Linked DNA regions of Gossypium hirsutum: region 1 is linked to region 2. A link is a contact called in public Hi-C data. All regions are on one chromosome and are shown on one strand. Each heading gives the region's core, a stretch centred on a gene start, on an enhancer-like site or on the middle of the called end of the contact. The rest is flanking DNA. Distances are from core to core; before and after follow the strand shown.

Evidence for each region. A called contact is a pair of places that touch in the nucleus more often than the background predicts.
Region 1: a contact with region 2 is called in a Hi-C map of leaf, with 1.7 times the contacts expected there. The contact joins the promoter of LOC107896363 here to the promoter of LOC107896361 in region 2. A contact is called at or near these places in 3 of 34 Hi-C or Micro-C datasets (all in leaf).

The regions. Positions count from the first base shown.
Region 1 is chrA10:106,339,194-106,345,269 of Gossypium_hirsutum_v2.1, forward strand. It overlaps LOC107896363 (transcription factor TGA2), which reads left to right and starts at 2,768. Exons shown (of 12, transcript XM_016821518.2): 1 at 2,768-3,005; 2 at 4,702-4,827; 3 at 5,521-5,624; 4 at 5,875-5,954; 5 at 6,046-6,076. The coding sequence starts at 4,730.
Region 2 is chrA10:106,195,848-106,202,724 of Gossypium_hirsutum_v2.1, forward strand. LOC107896361 (nudix hydrolase 16, mitochondrial) reads left to right here and starts at 2,467. Exons shown (of 4, transcript XM_016821514.2): 1 at 2,467-2,972; 2 at 4,850-4,964; 3 at 6,716-6,799. The coding sequence starts at 2,902.

The DNA.
Region 1 (6,076 bases), core at 1,518-4,017, 140 kb after region 2:
GGTTAGTGGAAGATTGAGAGGTCCTGCTAAGTTAATGACTAGTTGATTGGATAGAATCCAAAATAGGAGTTATTTATGACCATCAAAGCAAGTTAGTCTTCTATCATTAGAATTGATAAAATCTGCAAATTATGTTCCCTTCTTTGTTTCTATGCCTTTTAATTATTTTTATAAAATATGATTTTTCATTACTTTAGGATTTATTGTAATATAGTTCAATTAAATTATTAATTAGACCTGTTAACATAAAAATTAGAATTAGTTTAGTTTCACCTCCCTTGGGTACGATCCTCGGGGTACCCGATACTTTGTTGTATAAATTTATATTACAACCTAACCCGTATACTTGCGGAAATTACCTAACTCTTCTATTTGGTTGCGGTATTCACACTCTAGACGTTAGTACATCCGAAGGCGATCACCTATGAAATGTGTGTGAAAAAAGATGGGGACACTTGTGCCTTAAGGTTTTTGATGGATTTTTTTTTTAAATCTTGATTAATATTTAGTAGATTTTTTAGAGTATATTATTTTTCACATTAAAAGAGTTGTGTTATGAAGAGACATAATATTTCATAAAAAATAATGTTATGAAATAATATAGCTTATGCTACTAATTGTGTCTATGAAGAGACTTAAATGCTTGACCTTTTTCATTATTCTGCTTGGTTTTAAGATTTTTGTTGTATCTTCAAGAAAGTATACCTTTAATATATTTTTCTCGCATATATCCCACCGTTTTCTTTTATTTTTTACACAAAACCTTAACCCTAAATGTTCCAAACTATTAAATTCCTAAACTCTCCTACCAAATTTCCTTCAACCCAAAATTTTAAATGGTACCATTGCCACAATCATAGTAAAATTACTCACATTATTATTAAAATTTGTTACTATAAAATTATGCCTTGATTATAGTGAACTAAATATTATTTTTTGCAATTTTCAATAGCCTAAAGATTGAATTGTTTAGGTATGTCAAAGTATGCTTTTTATGCCTTGAACAATCAAATTGCATGACGCTTAGAGAGGGCTTGTTTATACAAAGTATTTCAAATAGGCAAGTTCTTGTGCATGCCATTGTTTCTTACTGTATTAGTTGAATGATTGAAGTCCAAGACCCATACTTTACATTTTTATGAGGTGAAGCAACGATAACGCTGGAAGATGTTGTTCTACTAATGAGACTTTTAGTCAACAGAAAAGTAATGATGGGAGGAAGTTCATTTTGTTGGAACACCGGTACATACTATGGCGAAGCAAAAATTAATCTAACAATCATAACCCATGGATTCATGTGCAATGAATGGATCTGAGTTAAAGGGAGGTATGAAAATTATACCTTCATCGATTTAACTTGAGAAAATCTGTTTTTTGTTGTATGGTTTTTGGAGCAGTAATTAGTGGCAAAGTTAGAGGGGGCTGGTAGTGGCCTCGCCTCCTCCCAACATTTATAATTTATTTCTGGCCCTTCCGAGAAAAAATCCTAGCTACATTCCAAGTAATAATCGAACCACAAAACCACAACGACAACACTTTATTTTGGCTTCTACAGTATCCACCTTAGAAGAAAATGACTAGAAAACTCTTGAAACTCTTTTGGGTGATTTTCAAAATTTTTTTGGTTACTAGTCAAATGAATTTCGAATAAGATGTAAAAGAAGAGATCAAGACTTGCATGTATTCAAATTACCTTATTGAATAATATAAATCTCATAGAGTGATTTAGGGGATTGTAATAAGACATGATACCCTTTCCATAAAGGATATCGATTTACTTTAATCTTAAAAATACTCTTTTAATTGAAATTTATGAAATCTTTATTTAATAATTTCAGTAAAGATGTACCTCATTAAAATTATATGAAACTGTTTCATATTTATTTCGATTGGATCCTCTATGTGTGTGCATCAAGTATGTACACATATCATGTCTAATATTTATTATTATATTTAAGTTTTTAAAATATTTTATGTATATTAACTTTACAAATAATTTATATAAATTATTTAAAAGGTATTTAAAATATATATTTTATGTATTACTATATTAAATTATTTAAATATTATATAACTTAATCTATCTTTAACTTTTCACTATCATGTCTAGAAAATACATTTTAATTTTTAACCACAAAATTTGGTAGTAATATAAAACACCAAAAATTAATAAACCACAAATTTTCACATTATATTTTTATCTACTTTTTATAAGTATTTTTGAACAGCAGTAAGAATAGAAAACTAGCCTTAAATCTACTAACCGCTGCACACTTCACTAGTGATATAAAATTACTATCAATGTTGGATGCAATCATTCTTACTATGCACATTTCCACTTCAATTTACCTTTTTCTAATTATTTTTAATCGACAATTTTATATTTAAACATACTTCTCCAAGTAATAAAGGGAGACGAAGATAGTGTACTTGTTAAAAAAAATCTACTTTACACCATCTTCCATCCACTTAAAGAAAATCTGCTCTATGTGGAGTTATTTGGGATTTGCGATCCCTAGTACAAACCTGTATTCTTTCAAAATTAGGTCACGGCTTTGCTTGAGGACACCTCTATATACAAGAAATAAAAGGAGTGGAGAAGTGAAAAACAGAAGAAGAAAAGGTTAAAGGACTTACGAGTGGCGTAGCAACAGTAGGAGATTTCAAACCCAAAGCTGGTTTCTTACATAACACAGTTTGATCAAAGATTGGTTGTCTTTATTGATACTACAGTGTCAGTATCTCTGACACAGTTTTACAGCAAAGTGGAAAAAAGAGTTAAAAAACAAAATAAATTTCATGTCAAACCCCATTAAAGTTACCAAAAAAACAAAAAAAGGCAATTAAAATATCATTACTTCTTGGAAAGTGGAAAGATTTCTCACAGAACAGGTCAAGAGGGCGTCTAGAGATTGGAATATCATTATCCGAGTAAATATATTAACGACAAGAATAATTTTACTTCAAACACAATTTTCATCATTATCAATTTTTTTTTCCACTGGGTGAGCTTTTCTGGTTCTGATCTTTCAAAATCTGCCGTTTTAAAATAATCATTTCCAATTATTATCATGGGAAGTTTACTGGTTTTTACTGTTTGAGTTTGAAAAGAAAATGGTAGGTATTGTCTAAGTTGGTTTTCTTTTTGAAAAAAACTGAGTATGGGAGTTCGAAAAAAATCGTTGCTTTGTTTCATTTTTCCTGTGTTTCTACAGATTTTTGTTCATGGGTATGGGTTTTTATATTAAAATTGTGTGATTTTTGTTGGGTAAGTCAATTTGGATCATTATAGAGTTTCTTCGAATTTGGTTATTATTATTATTATTATTTTTTGCGTTTATGAATGATTTTGGCTTTCTGGGTATTTTTAGCTTAGAACAAATTTAGCTTCTTTTTTTTTTTTTTTGATCTTTAGATGTTCTTTTGTTTAAAAGTTTGGTCGCTAAATCTCTGGGGTTGGTAAAATACTACTTTTGGCAAGCTTGTGTTTGCTTCTTTTCTCAAAACTCTTATTTTTAGGGCTTTTTGTTATTTTTTCCCTGTGGTTTAGGTTTCATGCCATTAATTTAGGTGGTGGGTAGTGGGGCTTTTTGGTTCTTTGTTGATAGCTACTGAATCTGGGAAGGTATAGTCTGCTTTCAAAAATGGCCCGAGTTTTTACAAAAAAGTTGAATTTATATTAAATATCCTTCAAGTTTTATGAAATTTTCCTTTAATATCTGCTTGTAAACTGTCAGCATGTGCTATCTAGATCTGCTTTCTGTAGTATTGTTACTTGTTCTTGTGCATTGCTGGGGCAAAACTTTTGAGATTTTCATTTTTTTAATCTATTTTAGCCTCTGAACTTTGGGTTTGGTTTATTTTCACTTTTGCTTTGCAATCTTGATCTACTCTTTCTTAGAATTTGTGAGACTGTGAGTTTCTAAATGAAAATGTGAAGATCTTTCATGTCGGGTTTGTGTAATTATTTTTGTTTCTGGTGTTTTTGACTGTTGAGTTTATGGACTATTATTCAAATAGCCTGGAAGTCTGTTGTTGAAATGTACGTTTTATTGTTGACTTGGATAGGCAACTTGTTTGTAACTTTTTGTACTTCTTCCTTTTACTTGTGTGGTTCCCTGTATTTATCTCAAATTCTGGTTTGAAAGTAGTCTGATCGGAGTTGAAACAAGGAAAAGAAAACCATAAAATGGATACTTTTCTTGGTTAACCAGTAGTACTATACTTTTTCAAAGAATGGTGGACTGTCCCATCCATGTTCTTGTTGAGATTGTCTTCTGTTTATTGTTGCTTGATTGTGTATCTTAACCTGTATAATATGAACACGATTCAAAAAGGCTTATCTAGACATGGGACAATGTTTCCCATCCAGTAGGTATTTTTAGTCCTAGGTAATTTCTTTTTTAGTATGCTTGGTGTTCGTTGGTAGGTTATCGGAGAGCATTTCAATGTTATTTTTGATGCGAAATTGTTGAGATCTCTTCCGTGCCTGCGACTTCATGGTTTTGCTTTTAACTGTCGATATGGATTTGCTATCCCAGTCACTCATATTGAGCTGTTTTAAGATTCATTTCTATTGTGCGTGGCTCGGGTTATTTTTATGGGTTATTTTTATTCTTCATATTGTTCTATTACTATCTTTACTAAAGGAAGACTGATACTTGCAGTTCATTTTGCACTAACTGTTTTAATTTGTTTTAGGGGTATTAAGGAAGTGGAATAATGATGAATGGATGGTAGAACAGTGAGATCTAGTGCAAAAGATGAGAAAAAAGCAGCAAAAGGGATGCCGGGTTTTGACTCACAATTACCAGTTACCAACATACTGTAAATTCCTTAGTTACTTTTCTCAATTTACAGTTTCAAATAATTTTATGCCTTATGGCTAAATCCAATGCTGTCCCTTGAAAATATCAATTTTGCAGTTATATTTCATCTTCCTTTTTTAATTGCATTTATTTTCTCGGTATTTCATATCATATATTCAAAAGTTGTTAGATGTAAATTTCACTGGAGTTGTTAAAAATAAATCTCCCATTCATCAATAGTATTTCATTGGTCTTAATTGAACATAAAATCTTAACATCATACATTTCAATGTTCAATTGGTTAGTTTTTTCTTGTTAATGTGTCGCAATGGAGTGTGTATAGTTAGTGTGTTGGTAGCTAGAGATGTTCAGGCTTGGTGATTGCCACGAGAAAGAGTGTTTTCTGGGATAAGAACTATATTCGAATAATATTTTTGTTTTAATGAAGTTATTCCGGAACAATGGATCTCTTAACTTGGATTTTAGAGTTTAAAAGATCTAGACTCTCTCTCTCTCTACACTACCATGAATTGGATGTTTGATAGCATTGTATGGTATTGGTTTAATAGTCTGATGTGCTTTAAAAAAGTTTCTGTGCAATACGAGCCTAATAACTGCTTACAAAATAAAATAAACTCAAATAGACATTTCTACGGTTTCTTGCTTGCCATTGAGTTTCTGATTACTTGCAAGTTGTGAATCTGATTTTCAGTTGCTCAGAGAGAAGCACAATCCATCCATTCCCTGTTTCAAACTTTGGGACATTCGACCAATCTGTTGGATTTCGCCTAGAGGTTGCTGTTAACCTGAGTGGAAGTATGCATTTAGTAATCTAATCCTTCAAATTCTTATTTGGAGTAATCATTTAATTGTTTTGTTTAGCAAAAGAATAATGTAGATCTGATATACCCGCTAATATATGTAATGGTGCATTTATATGTAATGCGACATGTCCTCTGTTTTATGTTTCATGAGTGGAATATCTATGGATCATCAGCTCGTTTTACTTTTATCAATGTGCCATACATATTCTTCATGGAATTTGACATGACATGTGGCAATGCAGACGGCGCTGTGTTTGATTCAGCAAAAGTAAGTCGGCAAGAAGTTCCTTCTGATTGTGACCTTATTGGCACTTCAGACAAGGTGGATTTAGTTATTCCCATAATGTAATTAGCTAGTTCTTCAGTTGTAGCATTTGGTAGTATAAATTTATGCTCCTTGTTGCTTGAAACAGACTCCAACTTCATTTACTAATTATCCATCCA
Region 2 (6,877 bases), core at 1,217-3,716:
ATCAAATCGATTAGACCACCGATTTTTGGTTCAACTTGTAATCTGACCAGTTTACTGTTTAATAATAAAAAATAATATAAATATTAAAATAATACTTAAAAAACCTAATTTAAAATACAACTTGGACCAAACTTTTAGTGGAGCAAAATTACTAGTAAGGCCCAGCTATGTTAGGCCCATAGCAAAAAAATTTGACAAAACCCTAGTCTCATCATTTTTATTTTCCCTAGCCGCTTAACATCTTTTCATCTCTCTTTTCTATTTTCCAACTTTTTTCCTATTATCTGAACTTTTTCATCTTACAACTCAAATCCATTGGGTTTTTCTCTAGAAACGAAAATCGCTTGGTGGAATATCGAATCACCCAAGCTCAAAGCCAACCCCATTGAGTTGTCATTATTGTTCTTTGATTGAATATGGTGGGTGGCCGGCGGCAACAAGAAGGTAGCAATTAGTTGCCGACGGCAGTGGAGCAACAAGAAGGCAGCAACCTTTTGGCTTTTTTTTTCAAGTTATTTTTTTATTATTTTCTGTGTGTCAAATGCAAAAAACGATTTGACCCATTTTTACCGGTTCATGGTTTAAAAGCGTTTTGACCGATTTTTTATTATTTATCATTGGATTGGTTTATTGATCGGTTTTTAATCCGACCAATCCGTTCGGTTTACGGATTGATTACCGGGTATACTAGCTGGTCCAGTCCAATTCTGAAAACATTACCAGTTTTGCTAGTTTCACAGAGATGATACACCCTATCGATTGATTTGACTGGCAAACATAACTATTTTTGTGTATGTCTAGGGTCATCAATGCCACCATAATCACAAACCCTAAAGCGTATGTGCCTGAAAAGCTTTAAACCATTTCCCTAGTCGCTAACACATTACTATCTAGTGACTTTTGATGGTCTCAGCTGCCATGTGCACCCGCCTAAATTGATACCCATGACTTATCTGCCTAAGCCACTGGACATGACTTTTCGCATAAGTGGGCAACTTTTGTAAAGTGCTCTCGCATTAGGAGAAAGCCGCAAATCCTTAGGCGCGTAAATCCTAAAAAGAGCGAGTTGGTGGCATCAAGTATCTACATGCATTGAAGAAGAAGAAAACTCAAAACCTTTTGTTTTGTACTTCTTTTTTCACTTGACAACTATTTCAAAGCACTGACAACAATTTACTTATTTTCTTAAGCTGTAAATGATAACCATTAGATGTAATTGAGAAACGAAATGAGGCGTTGTGAGATATTTATAGGGTTTGGAAGTTGCTAAACTCACCAATCATAAGATGTGATGTTAAATAGCCTGAACTCAACATCAATGCAATACAATGTCCTATCAAATAGTATCCCCAATATCAAAGGAATCTCTGATAGAGAAGACTTAAGAGGAAACTTATAGGTATCCCCATATTGACAGCATGGTAAAATTACTTCTTCAAACCTTTAAACGATCTTTTTTCCTGAAAAAGTAGAAAATGGTAATTTTTGGGAAAATTAGGAGAGTTTGAATGTTTGATATTTTGTGGGAATAGAAGAGAAAGGGGTGTAGTATTTTTTATTAACTTAACACTCACCTAGTACGTCTTTAAAATGATAAATTTTTAATTTAATTTTTTTTATTTATAAAATTTTAAATTAGTAAATATAAATTTGTATTTTAGTCCTAAAAATGATAAAATTTTATTTAATTTTTTAAAAATTAAAAAGATATAAAATATTAAAATGATAACATTATATTTTTATGACAATAAAAATATATAATTTAATTCTGTTTAAAAAATTATTTGGCTTCACCACTGCTCTCATAGATGTTGAGTTCTAAGGTTAAATGAATTGGTTATACTAATTGGTATTATTGAACACTATAATTTTAGTAATGGTAAAATTTTACTTTAATCCTCTAAAAATAATAAAAATTTGATTTAATCTTTTAAAATTATAAAAATATAAATTATTAAAATGATGAAATTATATTTTTACTATCTTAAGAATATATAATCTAATTTCGATCTTCATTACAATAATTATCTGACTTCGCCATTACACTCACAAATGTTGAGTTCTAATATTAAATGAATTGGTTGTACTAATTGCTAAATAAATATCCTAGTTAAAGTTGAGTAACCTGAATTCGATAATATTGAGGTCTTGAACACCGTAATTTATAGTATTTTTCTTTTTATAAATAAGACATGTATTGTGATGATTTTATCATATAATAAACTTGACACTCATAAATTTGATGTGTATTTAAAAATATATTTTAAGAAAATATTTTTAATGATACTTATTTTGATAATTGATTTAAAAAATTACTATACTCAAATACAAAAACAACCACTTACTTGATAATTCTTGGATTGAAGGATAGAAAAGCAAATGCAACATCCGATTTTGATAATTACTTACTGAAAAGGTAGCATAAAGTAAATATTTTGATTTAGGTGATGCATATTGTAATTTATCCAGCCACATAATAACCAGCTCAGCTCACATGGTTTTTGACCACTCCACCGCTCGATCCGTTCTTAGCGCTTTCCTTTTCTCTCTCTCTTTAGTTTCTTAGTTTCCTTCTTTTTCTTTCTTTCCTCCCAAAAAACTGAAAAAGAAATTTCGCATTGATTACGAATTTTTTTTTACTTTTGAACGCCCCCAAGTTTTAACATAAAAAGACAAGAAAATCACAACCATTAAATGATGTTTTCTAGCATTGATCATCACCATCAATTCCGATGCCAGCAGCAATGGATGAACCATAATCCGGTACAAGCCTGAGCATTTTTTGTAAACCCCCCAAAAAGAAACAAAAAAAACACCAACCATGATCGCTTTTGTTGAAATTAGGAGGATTTGAGATTTACAAAGAAGAAAAAAAGGAAATTGTGATTTTTTCATAATATTATGTCGGATTTGGTGGCCCGTACGGGTCGTCTTCAGCAAAGGTACGAGGCTGGTTTTCGCCTTGTCGCTGGGTATGTTTTTTGTTATGATTAGTTGCTTAAACTGTGTAATGTAGATGTGGAAGATATGTTTGCATGTGGCTTTTGAGAATTTTGATTGATCAATTTTTGGTTCTTTTTATCTTTTTGAATGGTGTTGTTTCTGTTATTGGAATGTTTATTAGAGCATCGGGTTTGAGTTATTTATTTATTTTGATCGATCAATTAGAATATTCCTTTTTAAAAGAATCTGGAGAATGGGTTTGTTTTATTTTTGGTGTTTTTGAATTCTAATGGTGCATTTTAATTTTTGAATGGTTTGTATCGTCTCTGGGATTGTGTTGGCAGATGTGTGTATTTTGTTTTTGGTGTGTATCTTGTATATGTGCATTGGTATATGCAGTTTTTTAATAGGTTATTTGAAGGTTGGAGTGGATTTTTATTAAGGACATTGTTTACAGGAATATCAAATGGCTTTTAATTTTTGGTATATTATCTATCTGTTTGTTTAGATATGAGTAGTTTTACAGTTCGAATGATTCACTACATTCTTAGATGAGGGTTTGTTCGTTTTTCTTTTCTTTTGGTGTGTGTTGAGATAGTTCATTTAAGGTTCGAATTGTTGTTTATTACATTTTTTAGATGAAGATTGAAAATGGGTACTTCCTGTTTTTGTTTTTAGGATTGGTTCATTTTGAGGTTCTATGGATTTTTTTTTCATTCTTGGCATGACCATAGAAAATGGATATATTACTTTGGTGTGTATAAATTGATTATGTTTTGTTTTCAATGGCATAAAAGTGCACATTTTAATTCTGAAATGTTTTATTACATTCTTGACATGAAAATTGCAAGTGGGTGTTACTGTTTTTGTTTTACTTTAGTTCAAAAGTTTGGGATTAGTTGGTGGATTTTGTTTGTGTCTAATTTTTGTTTGTTTGTTTCTATGAGAAATGTCAATAATATCTGCTTAATGGATAAGATTATTGCTTTGGAAGGAGGGTACATGTTCTCAGTGATGAAGTGAACGATATTTGTAGAATTTTCTTCTCCACATTGCCTTATGAGCTTTTGGAACTAATATTCTAGGATAATTCTTTGTAGATTTCAGTATAATTGGTAGTTGAAGTGTTTGGAAAATGTGACACTGGCTTAAGAAATGATATTTTCTCTTGGAGGTAATCTTGGAATATCAAAATTTCATGAATGACTCATGAGGTGGAACGGACTTAGCATATCAACATGGCCTTGAGAGTGACTTCTGGTGGATATGACATATGACAAAAGGAGATTGTGAGACCTTGGAAAATTTATTGTGTTGAATAGTAGTGGTTATTGTTTTAATAATATGGTATGATGGTGATAGATTCTGTTTCCTTGGCAGGCAAACAAAGAAAAACTAGGGAAGATTATGAACGATCTTAGAAATTTCCTAACTTATCCTTTATTACTGGTTGATCAAGCAGCTTAATCCATATAGTTATGATTAACAGTTGAAGTTATGCTGACTTAATTGGTGGAACTAAATAAAAAATTTGTCTTGGTTATAGGACATCCTTCAATTTGTTATTTGGACTCGGATGTGAGCTTCAAATACAAATGCATATTAATGAGGAAGATGTTATTGAATTGGGCTCCTCTCTATTTTTGGCCTTTTTTCTACCGTCTGACGGCAAACTATGACCGTATTTTTATACATACCATGTTGGGAGAATGTTAGGTCTTCAATCTGTTCTCTTCTTTTTCCCTTGTTGCTTGTTATTTTGGATTGAAATTGAATTGTTTCATTCTGAATGTAATGACATAGACTTTTTGGACTTACGGGACACTTGGTGTCAGTTTTGAAGTTTTGTAAAAATTCTATTCGCAGTTGATGTTGATGTGCTAAATTTGCTCTTCTCTCTTGACAGATGTATCCCATTTAGGTATAGAAGTACAAATGAGGCAGATGATGTAAAATTTGGAAAGGTGGTCGAGGTACTGATGATTAACTCAACTAGTGGACCAGGTCTTTTATTTCCAAAGGTACAAACTAGCCTTTTGTTCAGGCATACAGTTTAATACTTCATTCTTTCCCTGTTCTTCCCTACCATTCCCAACCTGCATAAGTCCATACCCCGCAGAATATGGTTGCATTTATTTTTCCCCATATATACATTACTTTTGGTATAGATAAAACATAAAAAAGTTTCATAAAAACGCATGTATCCAACCTTAGTTATGTTGCAATGTCAGGTAATATTTAATTGCATTTTGGATTACTCACCAGTAGTCTTTAATTCCTATCTCTTGTTTCTTGCAGTTTTTAGCTAAATAATCTAGTGTCTGACTTTCAAATTTCCTATTAAAATTTAAGACAAAGTAGCTGGTGTACTTAGTATTTTGAAAATAATTATGTTACGTGTACTTAGTATGTTGAAAATAATTATGTTACTCCAACTTTAGTGCGAGTGTCGGATATAAATGTGTTTGGCACTGGTATGTTCAATTTTTTCAAGCTTTCATGTATTTGGAGGATCTTTGGAGGATTATATCCCTATATCATATCCGTAAAGGCATCAGACACTGGTACTTAAGAAAAATGAGATATTTGGAGCAATATAGGGCATACGACAAATCAGAATAAGTGAGCTTTGCACTTGTTTCTTGGATGATGGGAGGGCACTGTGGTAGTCTAATAATTGGGTAGTAAGTAGTTATGATATTTTCCTATTTTATTGGATTGACATGTTGCATTTAAGTTTAGACTACAATTTATTTGCTGAGAGGTAACTATGTTACTCAGACTTGTATGTATCAGACATGGGTATGATCAATTTTATTTTAAGATTTTCATGTATTTGTTGGTCCGTAGCGGATCATGTCTTCATACCGATGTCCGAGTATGTGTCAGAAATGGGTGTTGAACACATATACTTCAGGGAAATGAATATGTCAGAGTTACATAGGAGTTAAATATTTCATGAAAATCGTTGAGGAATAAACGATGTTCTGGTTCTGATATGATTTTACTGAATTAGATCATGCAATCTCATGAAAAAGTTCGTAATGCTGTCTATGGACAAGAGTTCCTTGTAGTAGAGTTAAGGTTTGAATGAATAAACTTGTCTTTGATAATTTTGTTATTCACGTGGATGGGAGTTTAAGAATAGTTACAAACTCAACAATTGAGGAGCATAACTAAATCTGCTATAAAATTGCTTGAAATAATCATCATTCATATTTGAATATGAAGGTTCATTTGACGATAGAGTCCGAAATGCAAGTCTCACAATATCTTTTACTTCGTGTTTTTTTCTCCATACTGGATGTTTTCTCTTGCTATTAATATTCGAAGACATACCTGTTAATAATAATCACTGTTTGAGATCATTGAGATGAAAATAGAACTAGAGTTTAGAATACTAAATACTTAGGCCTAGCTAAATTTTAAGATGCTTTTCCAATAATTTTTCTTGAAATATGCATATCTGACATCCACTCGGATATATTTTAGGGCATGGGTATGGGCATATAACCTTCTAAAGACCACATTTAAAATACCTCTTTCGGATGCATATCCCGTATTTGACCCTCACATTTAAGTCTGAGTAACATGGTTCTATATTATTCTCGCCATTAAAGAATATGACAACTGCAGACGGAAAATATTTGACCTAAATGGAGTCAAAATTAACTGTTGTTTGGTTACCATGCTTTCTCGTTATCAATATTTTGAAGAAAAGAGGATTTCTTGAGTAACATTTTGTTATGGAATTTTTGCTCTTTGATTTTAGGGAGGTTGGGAGAATGATGAAACGGTCGAGGAGGCTGCAGTGAGGGAAGCTATTGAAGAGGCGGGAGTCCGAGGGGATTTAATGGTGAAATTTTTCTTCCTTGCTTTTAATTATGCATTTTATGTTGTTTTCTTTCATGTTAACATATTTTCTAATATTAGA